2 separate regions of the Mus musculus genome follow, and region 2 is linked to region 1. Evidence: chromatin contacts called from public HiChIP or PLAC-seq data. All regions are on one chromosome and are shown on one strand. The core of a region is the stretch at or near the end of the contact, and the rest is flanking DNA. Distances in the headings are between cores, read along the strand shown.

Evidence for each region. HiChIP or PLAC-seq counts read pairs in DNA pulled down with a chosen protein or histone mark.
Region 2: a contact with region 1 is called in an H3K27ac HiChIP or PLAC-seq map of the HPC-7 cell line, with 8 times the contacts expected there. The contact joins two enhancer-like sites. A contact is called at or near these places in 1 of 484 Hi-C or Micro-C datasets (nephron progenitors), 3 of 115 datasets of contacts at active chromatin or transcription factors (the HPC-7 cell line, T-cell acute lymphoblastic leukemia and embryonic basal ganglia) and 1 of 9 other capture datasets (embryonic stem cells).

What each region holds. Positions count from the first base shown.
Region 1 is chr14:59,642,260-59,648,274 of GRCm38.p6, reverse strand. Atp8a2 (ATPase, aminophospholipid transporter-like, class I, type 8A, member 2) reads left to right here. Exons shown (of 36, transcript NM_015803.3): 36 at 351-744. The coding sequence ends at 448. It also overlaps the pseudogene Gm19716. Among named protein-coding and RNA genes, the nearest start is that of Shisa2, 20 kb to the right of the region's middle. Within about 2 kb of position 4,459, at least 49 of the 459 cell types and tissues checked have an H3K27ac peak or open chromatin away from gene starts, as enhancers often do. A contact at or near this core is called in the HPC-7 cell line, where this site is marked.
Region 2 is chr14:59,965,940-59,972,117 of GRCm38.p6, reverse strand. All of the region lies in intron 23 of Atp8a2 (ATPase, aminophospholipid transporter-like, class I, type 8A, member 2), which reads left to right. Among named protein-coding and RNA genes, the nearest start is that of Atp8a2, 120 kb to the left of the region's middle. Within about 2 kb of position 2,122, at least 46 of the 459 cell types and tissues checked have an H3K27ac peak or open chromatin away from gene starts, as enhancers often do. A contact at or near this core is called in the HPC-7 cell line, where this site is marked.

The sequences.
Region 1 (6,015 bases), core at 3,210-5,709:
AAATCATCAGGTACTGCCTTTTGATATTGGACCCCCAGCCTCCAGTACTGTAAAACAAACTTCCAGTCCGTACTTCACCTAGTCCATGGTATTTTGCCACAGCTGCAGGAAGCCAACGCCTTCCGTTCTGAACCATTCCCATCCGGGTCTCGTCAGCTCCCTGCCCCGTCCCTCTTGGTCATGGTCCCCTTTGCTTTTGCAGACCTCTTCATCTCAGGTCTCTGTATCCAAAGCTAAGCAAATCTCCCATGACCACACAGTTCAATGGGGTCTTCCAGGAAGCAGTTTGTCCTTAGTCTAGCATGTTCCCTCCTTCTCCCGCTAACGCTTCTTCCTGTGTGTTTTCATAGATGGGTATGCCTTTTCTCAAGAAGAGCATGGAGCTGTTACACAGGAGGAAATAGTCCGCGCTTATGATACCACCAAAGAGAATTCAAGGAAGAAATAAGACGCAAAGTTTCCTGATGGCTCCAAGGAAAGAGATTCAGTTTGTTGCACACAGTGTTAACAGTTTTGTCAGCAAAGACTGGCGCCAGCAGCCAGACACCAGAGAACACATTTCTGTGGCCTTAGCCGACCAGTTTGTTAGCAGCTCTCTGTCCTTGTGTAGTCCCTGGGCATAGGCGTCAGGGGAAGCCATTCTCCCAGCTTGTCTGCAGCGCTTGGCCCAACTTCTGTTTACGTCATTATGAAGCATTCAGCTGGGCTTTGTGAGGTGTGAAATTAAAAACTATGTTTCACCGATGCTTAAACATCAATACCAGTGGTTCTGGGAGAGAGGAAAGGGGCATTATGTTACAAGAGACCAGTCCTGTGTAATTGGAACAGGGAAAATGTACTTCCTGTTTGGTGCATGCACAGATCATGCAAGCCTCGCTTTCTGCAGATGGCTCGCTCACTCTGATTCCTGTTTTGTTTGTCTGAAGTTGGCATAAACTTCTTGATTGCAGTGAAATCAGAACAACTTAACGGTTGAGGGATGAACCTGAGAACGTTTCTTTGGCTCTTTCAGCCACAGCCTCAGCAAGGCAACTGGCCAGCGTCCTATGCCTTGTGCACCTATTTCAGCTGCCGGCAGGCCTTCAGTCTTACCACTGCTCCCCCGTGCTGTTGTCCTTGAATCTGCACAGCTGACCCTGGTGCCGTGCCTCACAGCTGATAGCCACCCATCCATGTTCTGTGTGTCTTTGTTCCTCTATACATTCAGATATGGATGTCTGAAATATTTCCTCTTGCCTAGCCCCGCCCAACCCTGCCCGGCCCAGCTGCTACCCTACATCTCCATAACTGAAGGGAAGTGGCTGTTCCATACCAAGCCTTACTTAACTGCCCTTTCCCGATGGGATCCTGTGGGTGAGGGTGGCAGGCTCTACACACCATTTCCGTAGGCCTCTAGTGGCCTCTTAGAACTGACATCTGCTTCCTGGATGCTCAGAGCACATTTTAGACTTTCCACAGTTTGGAAGTGAATTTATAATGGTGTCTGTGCACTGAAAGAACAAAGCTGTCCCCCCCCCCCCACCCCCACCCTGAGATTCTAGAATCAAGGCAAGCCAAGGAGAGTGGCACAGGACACAGGGCAGAGAGTGGTGAGGAAGAGGACCCCAGATCTCCTGGAAGGTGACAAAGGCCATGAGACTCAGAAGGCAGACACAGAGGACACGTTCACCGGGTCTCCATGGAAGTTCTCAGGCCCTACTCTTGTCAGTCAGTGGTTGTGATCAGCCCATGTACACTGTAGCAGAAACCAGACCTCGTCTCACAGAGTTCTTTTGAGTTGGTTGATTTTCTTGAAGCATAGTCTTACACTGTATGCCAGTCTAACCTCACACACACTTTGTAGTCCAGGCTAACCTCAGACTCTCAGCAATTCCTACACCTCCCAGATATGGGATATGGTCTCTTTTCTGTATCCAACAAGTTTCAGACCTGAGGCCCTCTCTGAGCAGTTGCTTAGGTTCTAAAGCAAGGACAGGAGTGCCCATTCCCACCTGTAGCCACTGCAGGTCCCCACTCTGAGTTGGAACAGAACCTGGGAGCCCCAGGCCTACATGTGAGAATGGAGGGCCCTCAGAAATCACAGGCCTGGCACCACCCTTTCTTCTCAAACTCCAAAACCCTAGATTTTTGGATGGCTTAAGGTGAATACCCTGGATACCTGTTACTGGGTAATGTGGTACCCTACCACCAGGATGCTGTGTGAGCTTAGAAACAAAGCAGCAGAGAGATGGCTGAGCAGCACAAGGTGCTGCATCAAGAAAGGGAAAGGCAACTATGCTTTGCTTCCTGGCCCCGTACTTTTGCAACATCGGGGATAAACAGATACTGAAAAACCGTGGACATGATTTGCATTGAGTAAGAAAACTGATTCTCACTTGGGGAGTGACCAGGCTGCTGAGATGGCTTGAAAGGGGGACAGGGGTGGTACAATTAAGAAGAATCTTGGAAGTGACCTCTCTTTGCTCCCTGAGGCAAGTAAGAAAATCTAGTGTGCCCCCCAAAAAGCTGGAATCCTGACAGATTATACCACACGGGAGAAACAGCAGGAAGCGTGCTGCAAATCAGCGAGCCAGCCATGGTGGACATCTGAATTGCATCCCAGAGAGGCTGGGGCAGAACTATGGAGAGGAAAAGAAAGTCAACTGAATGTGCCCTCTACAACTCCCCCTCCCCTATGTGTCTTCCCTCCCCCTCCCCTCTCCCTCTCTCCCTCTCCTCCTTCCTGTCTCTTTTTTTTCTTTTCTTTGTTTCTTTTATCTTTTTTTTTCAACCTTAAAGTTGGAGTTATTTGGGAGAAAGAAAAAAAAACCCTCAACCAATGATGGAATTTACATCTCAAGACATCTCCCAAATAATGACTACAGATTACAAATCATTTTCATAGAAAAATATTTTTTGCACAGATTTTACATGTATTATTCAGATGCAGGGCATAGAGAGCAAAGTAGGAGATGGGGATCCAGCAGCTTTCTTTGACAAGGGAAAGTGTCTACAACCGATGGTTTGTAAAAAACTCATTCAACTGTGGGTATTGCTCTAAAAGCCTACATCCTAGCTACTATCCAGTCAAGTCCACTGGATAAGCACTTTGCTGTGCCCACGCCTGCAGCACACTATACCAAGGCTTGCACCCTAAGACCAAGGTATCATTTATCTGCAGATACCCTGACTTCCTGCAACAGGGGAACTTGCCGAGTCCCTGTCTCTGGAGCTGACCCCTACAAAGGTGCATATCAAAGCAGACAGGTCAGGGTCCTGAACTGCAGGAGAATTTAGGACCCTGTTCTTTGCATAATTCTTTATTCTCAAGGGAAGTTAAGAAACCAGCCCTCCTAAGCAGAAAGCCACACAGTGTAAGTCACATTATAAACCCATGCACCAGCGGTGTGGGGTTCCAGGGAAGAAAACTTACGGAAATCTTAAAACACCCCAAAAAGGCAGAAGGCTTCCAACTCACCTCTCCTCATTTATGCACCCCTATGCACCACCCAAGTCCATCATTTGAATTTTACTCTGTTCTCCAAGGGGTGACAACAGCAGAAACCCACAGACCACAGACAGGGTGGGGGTGGGGAGTACGGGAGAGCTGGTTTGCTTGAAAAAAGCAGAGATTCCAAAGGTCACAGCTGTGGTGGCCAAAATTAAATGCCTTTGAAGACAGGTGTGTGACTTACAGACTACTTTGGGAGGCTAACAGTATCATCGAGAAGATGAGATAGCCAAAGTGACAAGGCTTTGAAAGAAGGTGGATATATTCAGAGGTTTAGAAAGGACAGTGTTTAGAAGGGACAAAATCAGGACACACAAGAGTAGTTTGATTTGCTTTAGAATGTTCAAGAATAGAGAGACTAGGAGAGGACACAGGATGTAGGGGTCTACTTAATATGGCTGTCTCCCACCTTCTCATCTTCACCATCCACGGAGACAGTGGTGTGCTTGCTTGCTTGAGTTCTCCTTGGATTGCCTGGCTTGGGTGCAGATCTGGAGTCTTGCTCCTTTTTGCTGTCTTTCCTATCTAACTCCTTCTGTGGTATTTATTCCTTCCATCTCCAGGACCACAGCAGGAGATGTTCTTTTAGGGACACTCACTCCATCTATTTTGTTTCCTTCCTTTCTTCTCCTTCCTCAGGGCTGCACCAGGGCTACTTGTAGGGACTGCTGCCCTGTGTCTGAGCTCTGAGATTCCACAGGAGGGGCAGAGCATTGCTTATCACACACACACACACACACACACACACACACACACACACACACACACACACACACACATTCTCCTTTGGTGGAGGGGCTGGCATTACTCTTAGAGGCTGATCGGGTTTCCGAGGTTTAGAGGTTGGAGAGGGACAGTCTTCTTTATGAAGTGCTTCATTTTCTAGAGACATCTCTCTCACTCACTCTTCTTCGTGATCTGCCCCACGCGGCTGAGGCCCCAATCTGTGATGACTCACTTCCTGTCTTCAACGGTTCTTTCCTGAGTTCACCCGGCCAACCTCGGTGTCTCTGCTGGGATCAGCCATCTAGTTCTGGCTCGTCCAGCTGATGCTGCAACGTCTCCTGCTCCCTCTTCACCACTCTTCTACTTCTGTTTCTCCAGCAGCTGTGTCAACAGGCTTTGCTCCTCCAAAGATAGAAAGAAGCCGCTCGACTGGACTGGGAGGTGCAAGCAGAGCAGTCATCTTACTTAGGAGTACTCTGAGGCTTTGCCTTCAGTTTGGATATTTTTGTGGGAGAGGGGATTCCGTTATTACACCTATAGTCACGCTGTGAGCAATCACTTCTGGTGTTCCATGACCAGTCACCCCATCTGTCATAACTGTCTTCATAGTAGTCCTCACCATCTGTGGTCATCATCCCTACGATACCCACTACCAAGTGCTCTTCTGCCTGTCCTGGAGTCGTACACTCATAGTGCCTGCTGTCATATGGTCATAGCTATTCTGGCACCCATACTGATCCCTATCTCAGCACACCCATCCTAAAGCCATCCTTACCGATCCATATCTCAGCACACCCACCCGAAAGCCATCCATACCGATCCATATCTCAGCATACCCATCCGAAAGCCATCCTGATAATGCTCAGAACTGTAACGATCTCGACACTTTTCTCCAAAGCCAACATCAAGTCTTTGAGGAGGGTAGTCCTCAAAGCTGTCTGCATCAGGACAGGCCCTCCTGTCTGTATCTGTTTTGTGAAAGTCTCGATTTCTATCTTGCCCAAAAGAACAATCATCCTGACTTTACCCAGTACTCCATCAGTGACTTCCACTCAAAACTCATTACCTAGAGGGTCCTTGCTGATCCTCGGGGCACTGATGGGAGCACTCGGACCCTCTAACTCTCCATAGCCAAACCTTCCAACCTGTCTGGATTGTTGGGGTCACTTGGCAAGCATACAGCACTGATGTCTCATCTTCTAAGAATACTTTAATGGGGTCTTCTGTCATGTCATAGGGCAGGTTCCCTAGGAGCACAGTATAGGGTGAGGATTTGGGCATACAACTCCAGTTGGTATTTAGTTCCTCAGCAGCCTATGGAGCAGTGGGAGGGTGGAACAGGCTATCAGAGATGCCCTATGCACATGGCATCATTACTGTGCCAGATCATCTATTAAATCAGCCTAGCTGACAGGTTTGGAGACCAGTGCTCCCTCCCCCCATTTTCAACCATAAACCTCTTTGGGATGTGGTTTCCCCTTCTTAATCTTCTTTTCTGCTAAGGCTGCCATGTCAGGAGAGGAAGAGAGTGCCCTCTCAAAGGCCCCACTCCCTACTCATTTTCATTTGGGGGCTTAACTGGTTTGGAAAGATTGAGTTAAAATTCAGCTTTTTGCCGGACACCTAGCCCTCTCTTGAAGGTCCTAAATCAGATTAGCAAATGCAAGTGCTTGTTTGGAGATTTTGTTTTGTTTTCTTGTCTTTTGACTTTACAGTGTGCATTTTCCCGGGGCATATTTTCTTCTTTTGAGAAGTAGACTAAACAGTCTCTGCAATAATGAGGTACACAGGCAGGAGAA
Region 2 (6,178 bases), core at 873-3,372, 330 kb before region 1:
GTGTTAATAGGCATTTTACTGCAAACATCCTGAGCCTTTGTTTAGTAAGAAGATAGACCCTCTCTTATGGACAGTGCAACCATAGGTCAGTTAGACACTGTCTTCGTGACTCTTTTGTTGAGTTTATACTGTGACTTGTTTGTCACTGTCTTTAGCCCATGCTGTCTTTGAGGACCTGAACCAGGAGCAGCTCTGCAGCCCATCCTGGGCACTGAGAACCTGCCCATAGGCATGGCTGGTGTCAAGTCACCCTGTGGCTGTGGGTTTCTGTAACCAGGTTTGTTAGCACTGTTGAACTACAACATTTACAGTATAAAGGAAAATAATATAATAATTCTTATCATGGATAAGTATAAGTGTTTAATCTAAAAATTAAACTATTATTCAGGATACCTGAGTGGTGTCCCTGGGACTGTTAGACAATCCTCTAACAAGGACCCAATGGAAGTTTGTTTTCTTTTAGATATTGATGTCTGGTTGGGACCTCAACAAATAAAATGTGGATTTCATTCAGTTTTGCCCAGAGTGTCCACCCCTGCACTGGACTTTGTATCCAGTACATAGGCTTACATCTGTTGCTGGGCAGACACTGCCAGTAGGGTAGTTCTCTGGCAAAGTTGCTAGGTGTTCATTCCTTATGCAGAAGACTGATGTAGCGAACAGCTGATTGCCCAGTTACACTTTGTTCTGTCAAACAAAACATGTCAATTAAGATATGGAGACGACTATTCTCCCTAATTTAATTCTCCGGGGCTCTGGCACAGCCAGCTGTAAGAACACTAAGCAGGACCTATGGTAATCATAATGTCAAAGAATTTTCCTCATTAACCAAGCCTTTTAATGTTCCCCATGGGATTGTAATTGCCGAGACCTGATGGCCGACTTGTGAACTTACACCGCCGGTGGAAAGCATCTCGGGCTCTTAAGTCAACCATCAATCTTGCTAATGCTCCTGATGGAGGGGCCAAGGGTCCTTTGGATGGTTTTCTTGCCAGTCTCCTTCCTCTTACAAGGTCAATATGCCCCAAATAGTTTCCTGACTACGTATGCTCCGTGTAGGGATTACGGTAGTACCAGTAGTCTCCCTTTTTCTGTGATAGCTGCTGTCTCGCTCACATCGCGTGCCCCAGGGCAGCATGCTGTCATCAAGGGGCTCTCTTACATTCTGGACCTTTGGCATCTGTGAAGTTTGATAAGTTTGCTCATGACCCCTTAGATTGACCCTTTTCTGAGACACTGAACCACTGCCAATTCTACCCTTGTGCAGTAGTTAGAGTGGTTTGTACACTGGAACCTCTAACAAAGTTAGGGTGACCCGAGACTAGGAGTCAGATTCCCCGGTAGGCAGACAGATAGAGAAAGGGGCCATGACTAAGTAACAAAGATGGTGGACTTCCAAGATGACTGGCTTCTTCCCCATCTTCCTGACCCTGGCAGCTTAATACAAAGGCCTTGTGGGCTTTTTCTCCCTCCTGTAGAGCCCTCTCCTGATGGCTTGTCTCAAGAAGTTGAGGGCTAGACCAGGACATGTTTACAGAGCAGTTGTGGTCCAATTAGCTTCCCTGCCCATACTAAATCACTCAGTTGACAGTCACTACCCAGCACTGGCAGTCTTATAACTTGCACGGCCACATAGATTAACTGTATAAGGCCAGTGACCATGTAACCAATACAAAGCACACCTTGCTCAAAGTGTGAAACTGTGCTGGCAGCTGCTTTCAAAGTGAGCGATTGCCATGTTCCCAGCAGAGCTATCCCCATCTCCAGGCAGTTAAAGACATTTTTTTTTTGCCTCCCCCTGAACAGGAGACAACTAGGCTTGAAATTGTCTGTCTAATGTTTTATTTTTACGTGAATTGAGGCCATCTGGTCACAGAAACTCCAAAGCTTCACTGCTCAGGGATTTAGTCTTATGGCTATGAGTATTTCTAGTTTTGCTTCCAATTAGTGGAAGATAAGGTGCTAGGCAGTGTATAACTCACAGGATCCACTGAGGGAAAGTCCACTCCAGGCATTGCAATGTGTCCAAGAGTGGTGGCAGGATGGATCTCCAGAGAGGACTAATTAGCTGGGACTAAAGTCTTTCCCTCTTTCATGAGGCAACACTTATGTGTTGTGACACTAATGTCACAGTGTCGGTTTTCCTGCCAGCGGGCCCCAGCTTTAATCCTCATTTCACATGCATCACTGCCTCTCCTTCATTGACGAAACTTGGCCAGAGGCAAACAGTTTCAAGTGACAGAGCTGTGGTTTGCTAAGCTCAGCTAGCTGACACACACTGCACTCCAGTGAATGCAAAGACCTTCGGAGCCTCCTTTGAGGGAGTGGCTGCATAGGACGGTTTGGGATGAACAAGTTGTTGATACCTGCCCAAAGTACTTCTTGCTGTGCATGCTAGCGACAATAATCGGAGCATTGGAAGAAGATGTGAGCAATGATTGCTGATTGGCCAATAACTGAAATTCCATTCTCTCCCCAATTTTCTGTATGTACCAAAGGCCACCACAATATCTATTGGAAAAAAAAACCAAACAGACAAACACCTGTCCCAAACCTTCAAATTCCAGTTCTCATCTTTCATTTTAATTTAGGGGAGCAGTGACTGCTTCTGGGACTGACTTAGGGTATTTCCCGGGGATTAATTCTGGTTCAGAAGTCGTTGGCTCTGCCCATGGCCACAGGCTTCTTGAGTGAAGGAAAGGCACGACAGTCCTCCTAGCTTAGTGCAGTGTCTGCGTCTTGGGTTGTCGACCCCACGTTTTCTAGGACTGTATCTGTCTTAAGTGTGATTTGCTTTTCCAGTCTCAGGACCAGTAATTAATCATTTCTCCCGGGTAATTGCTAAATGACAAAACCCAGACCTGTTTGTGTGTTCAGGAGAGCTGGTCTTCAGAGGGGACAGTGGTGCCATCCTGTGGGACTCTTGTGTGTGATGACTGTGCTTGCTTGTGTTGACCAAACAGCAGCCTTTGCACACATAGCCTAGTGCCACTGCAGAAATGAAGTTTTACTTTTAATTGAAATTTTAATTTTAATCGAAATGTAATAACTCCATGCAGCTGGCAGCAGCTATCATGAGGGATGGAGCATTTTTTTTTTAGACTTGGGTTTCTGTCAGGTAAGTTTATGTCTTTGGTCCTGATGCTTTGAGGAGGGGCTTGTAGATCGCAATCTTGGAAGCCTTTCTTTAGACAGCAGCACTTTGTCTTTGGGGTTGACTTTGTTCTAGAGCAAAGGGTCACAGCTCATCTGTGGTTTGGAGGCCCCCACTTCCTCATCCAGATGCTGGAAAGGACACGTAGGAAGGACATCTGCGGTTCATTTGACTTCCAGCGATCCAAGGGACATCCAGACAAGGTTTTGCCAAAATACTTAAAACTGCAGTCCCCATGAGCCCTTCTTTCAGCTTTATATATTTTGAGACACAAGAAAAAACTCTTTTTTTTTTCTCCTTACACACTCAAAATACTTTGTACACCAGATGTTGGGGTCCCTTCTTCCCACTAACCAAGCATTTCTCAGGTAGAAGACACACGTATAATTTAACTCCGATAGACAATAGATACAATCTGGATTTAGAGTCAGATCCCACCTCTTCAGGGCTCATATATCTGTCCTCAACCTTCTCAGATGCCGGCCACAAGCCCTTGGATGGTGACCTCTAATTCTGACTGAACAGCCATATGTAAATCAGTGAGTTCCCGAGACCCACAGCTCCTCCTCTTGTTTGGTAATTGGCTAGGACAGTTACTCCAGTCCTCAAGCAACTGAGATGATTCAGAGGGTGAAGTACAAAGCAGAGGTGTGAAAGTCCATGCTGCTTCAGGCACACACACCTCCCCACTAGAGCACCCAGTCCACCTGTCCACCATCTCTCTGTGGTAGACAGCCTCCCTTCACGGTGACAAATACCCAAGAGAAACAACCTAAAAGGACCAACAGGTTGTCTATGCTCATGTTATCTTAAGATCTCAGCCCATGGTCACTTTAGAGGCTGTGACAAGGCGGAATGAATTACACACTAGAACCTGAGAGAGAGGAAGCAGCTGACTCCATAGTAGCTGAGAAGCAGTGAGGGGGAGGGGGAGGGAGAAAGAGGCCGTGCCCAAATACTCCCTTCAGTAACGGGCTTTTACACAGGAACCTAACTTCCTTCCCCTCTTTGCCACCTCCTAAAGGTTCCTTCACCACTTTTTAGCACTATAAGCTTGGACGAAGCTGTCAATGCCTCGCCTTTGAGGGGACATTTTGGATGGAAATTGCAAAACTCTTGAATCCTTCTCTTGTGGCTTTTGTGATCACTTTGTCACATGAGTGGGGTCAATGAAGTCATGGGCTCCTGAGATCAACCCATCCTCAGCTTTTTGCTCTCCAGACTGGGGTTGAGATAGAGCTAACAGTTCTTACTTTCTGATCCCATCTTAAGTCTTTCCTGTGAGGAACCCCCTCCCCTCTACATTCATTGTGATAACACATGGAAGACTGTTAGCTTCACGTTTCCCAGGGGTTTAGGAACTGCGTTGTTCTGGCAATGGGCGATGTATTTTTCAGTACCACACACGTTCAAACTCAAGTACTGTGTCTCCTCCACTGCAGTGATGGTCCTCGTCCTACCTGACGAGTGCAGATCTAGACTAGATGATTACTCGAGGGTCCCATCATGGTTAGGATGGCGTTAGTTATGATGGGAAATATAGCTCTTTGGGGGGGTGCCTTTCTAGTCTTCAGCTTAACTCAGAAGCTATCCTTTTCAATGGGGAAAATGGGCTCCATGCTCACACCCCAAGGATTTTCTTCACCTCCCCAGTGAGAGAACTGCAGATGACGCTCTCAGGCCACACAGGGTTTTCCTTTTGGCAGAAAGCTTAGCTATGCTTTCATGCCAAAGTGACAAAATGTTTGTAATTTAGCCTTTTGAGTAAATATATCCAGTCACAGACATGTGTTTGCAATGGCAATTGTTCAGCTGAGTCCTGAAAGACTGAAGGAGGAGGCTCTGTTGGTTTGTTTAATCCTGCAGCCGTTTCATCCCCTTGGCGGAGAGCGGGGGTGATTCCATCCTTTCCAACAAACCCCAGAGAGGTTTACAGATGCAGACTCAAAACACAGCCTTATTCCAAAGGAGTAAGAAAGCATTCATCCTAAGCCAAATATGAGTGACCGAGAACACAGATGCACATTGCTCTAAATGACCTGTTCCAACATAGAAAGTTATATACACTTTTATTAGTTCCAGAATAAAAGAGTTATAAATATAGTTGGTGGAGACATGAGATAGACATGTTGTGCCAATCCAGCTGAGTGTCTGTTGCAGGTTTCAACTGCTGTCTGCTGAATTCCTACTTCCTGGGGATTTGGAAACTTGTGTTAAGTTAATGCAATCCAAGGCTTTTTCCTTTTGTCAAAAACATGTCAGATCTGAGGTGGGCTATGAAAGTGACTAAAAGTGTTTGATATCATTTTGGCACTTGATAGGCAACATTCCAACTCTCCAGAGTAAAACAAAATCAGTTGATTGGGCTTCACATCTTCGATTTAAGGGTCACCTTCCAAAAGTAGAATTTCAGTTCATACCACTATCAAATGGGACACTTGAGAGTCAAATGTGTCCATCAGGTAAGTTAACCTTTCTTCCACCGTGGCATGTTCAAAAGGATGCAGGGAAACTCCTGAACAACCATTACATATCCCACAGGCAGTGCTGGCAGGTTTGCTTTCTGGGTGTCTGGTCTTACACCATAGCATGGTTTTTTAAGACGAGAGGTAGTAAGACATGTCATTACACTGAGGAGTTTATCTGAATTTCAGCCTTACTCTCCTTCAGACAGAGAAAGAGATGCACACACAAGCACACCAAGGCAGGGGCATGAGCAAGATGATAGAGATGGTTATCCACCGTTTTGGATATCTTACATATCACCAGCAAATCAATTGGCATTTTCTATGCTGCTTTTTAGACACAGCGACATCGTCAGGACAACGACAATGATCTTGCAGTAGCCGCTCCTGTAAGTTTGTCCAAGGGAAGGGCTCCTATCTAGAAATTCAGCTGTGAAATAAGCTGGCGGCTGGCTGTACAGTGCCATGAACTAATCAATAGTCAAGATTGTAAGGACATAGACATATCTTCCACATAGTTTTGATTGATGGAAAAAAATCCTAAATATTGACTGATGGG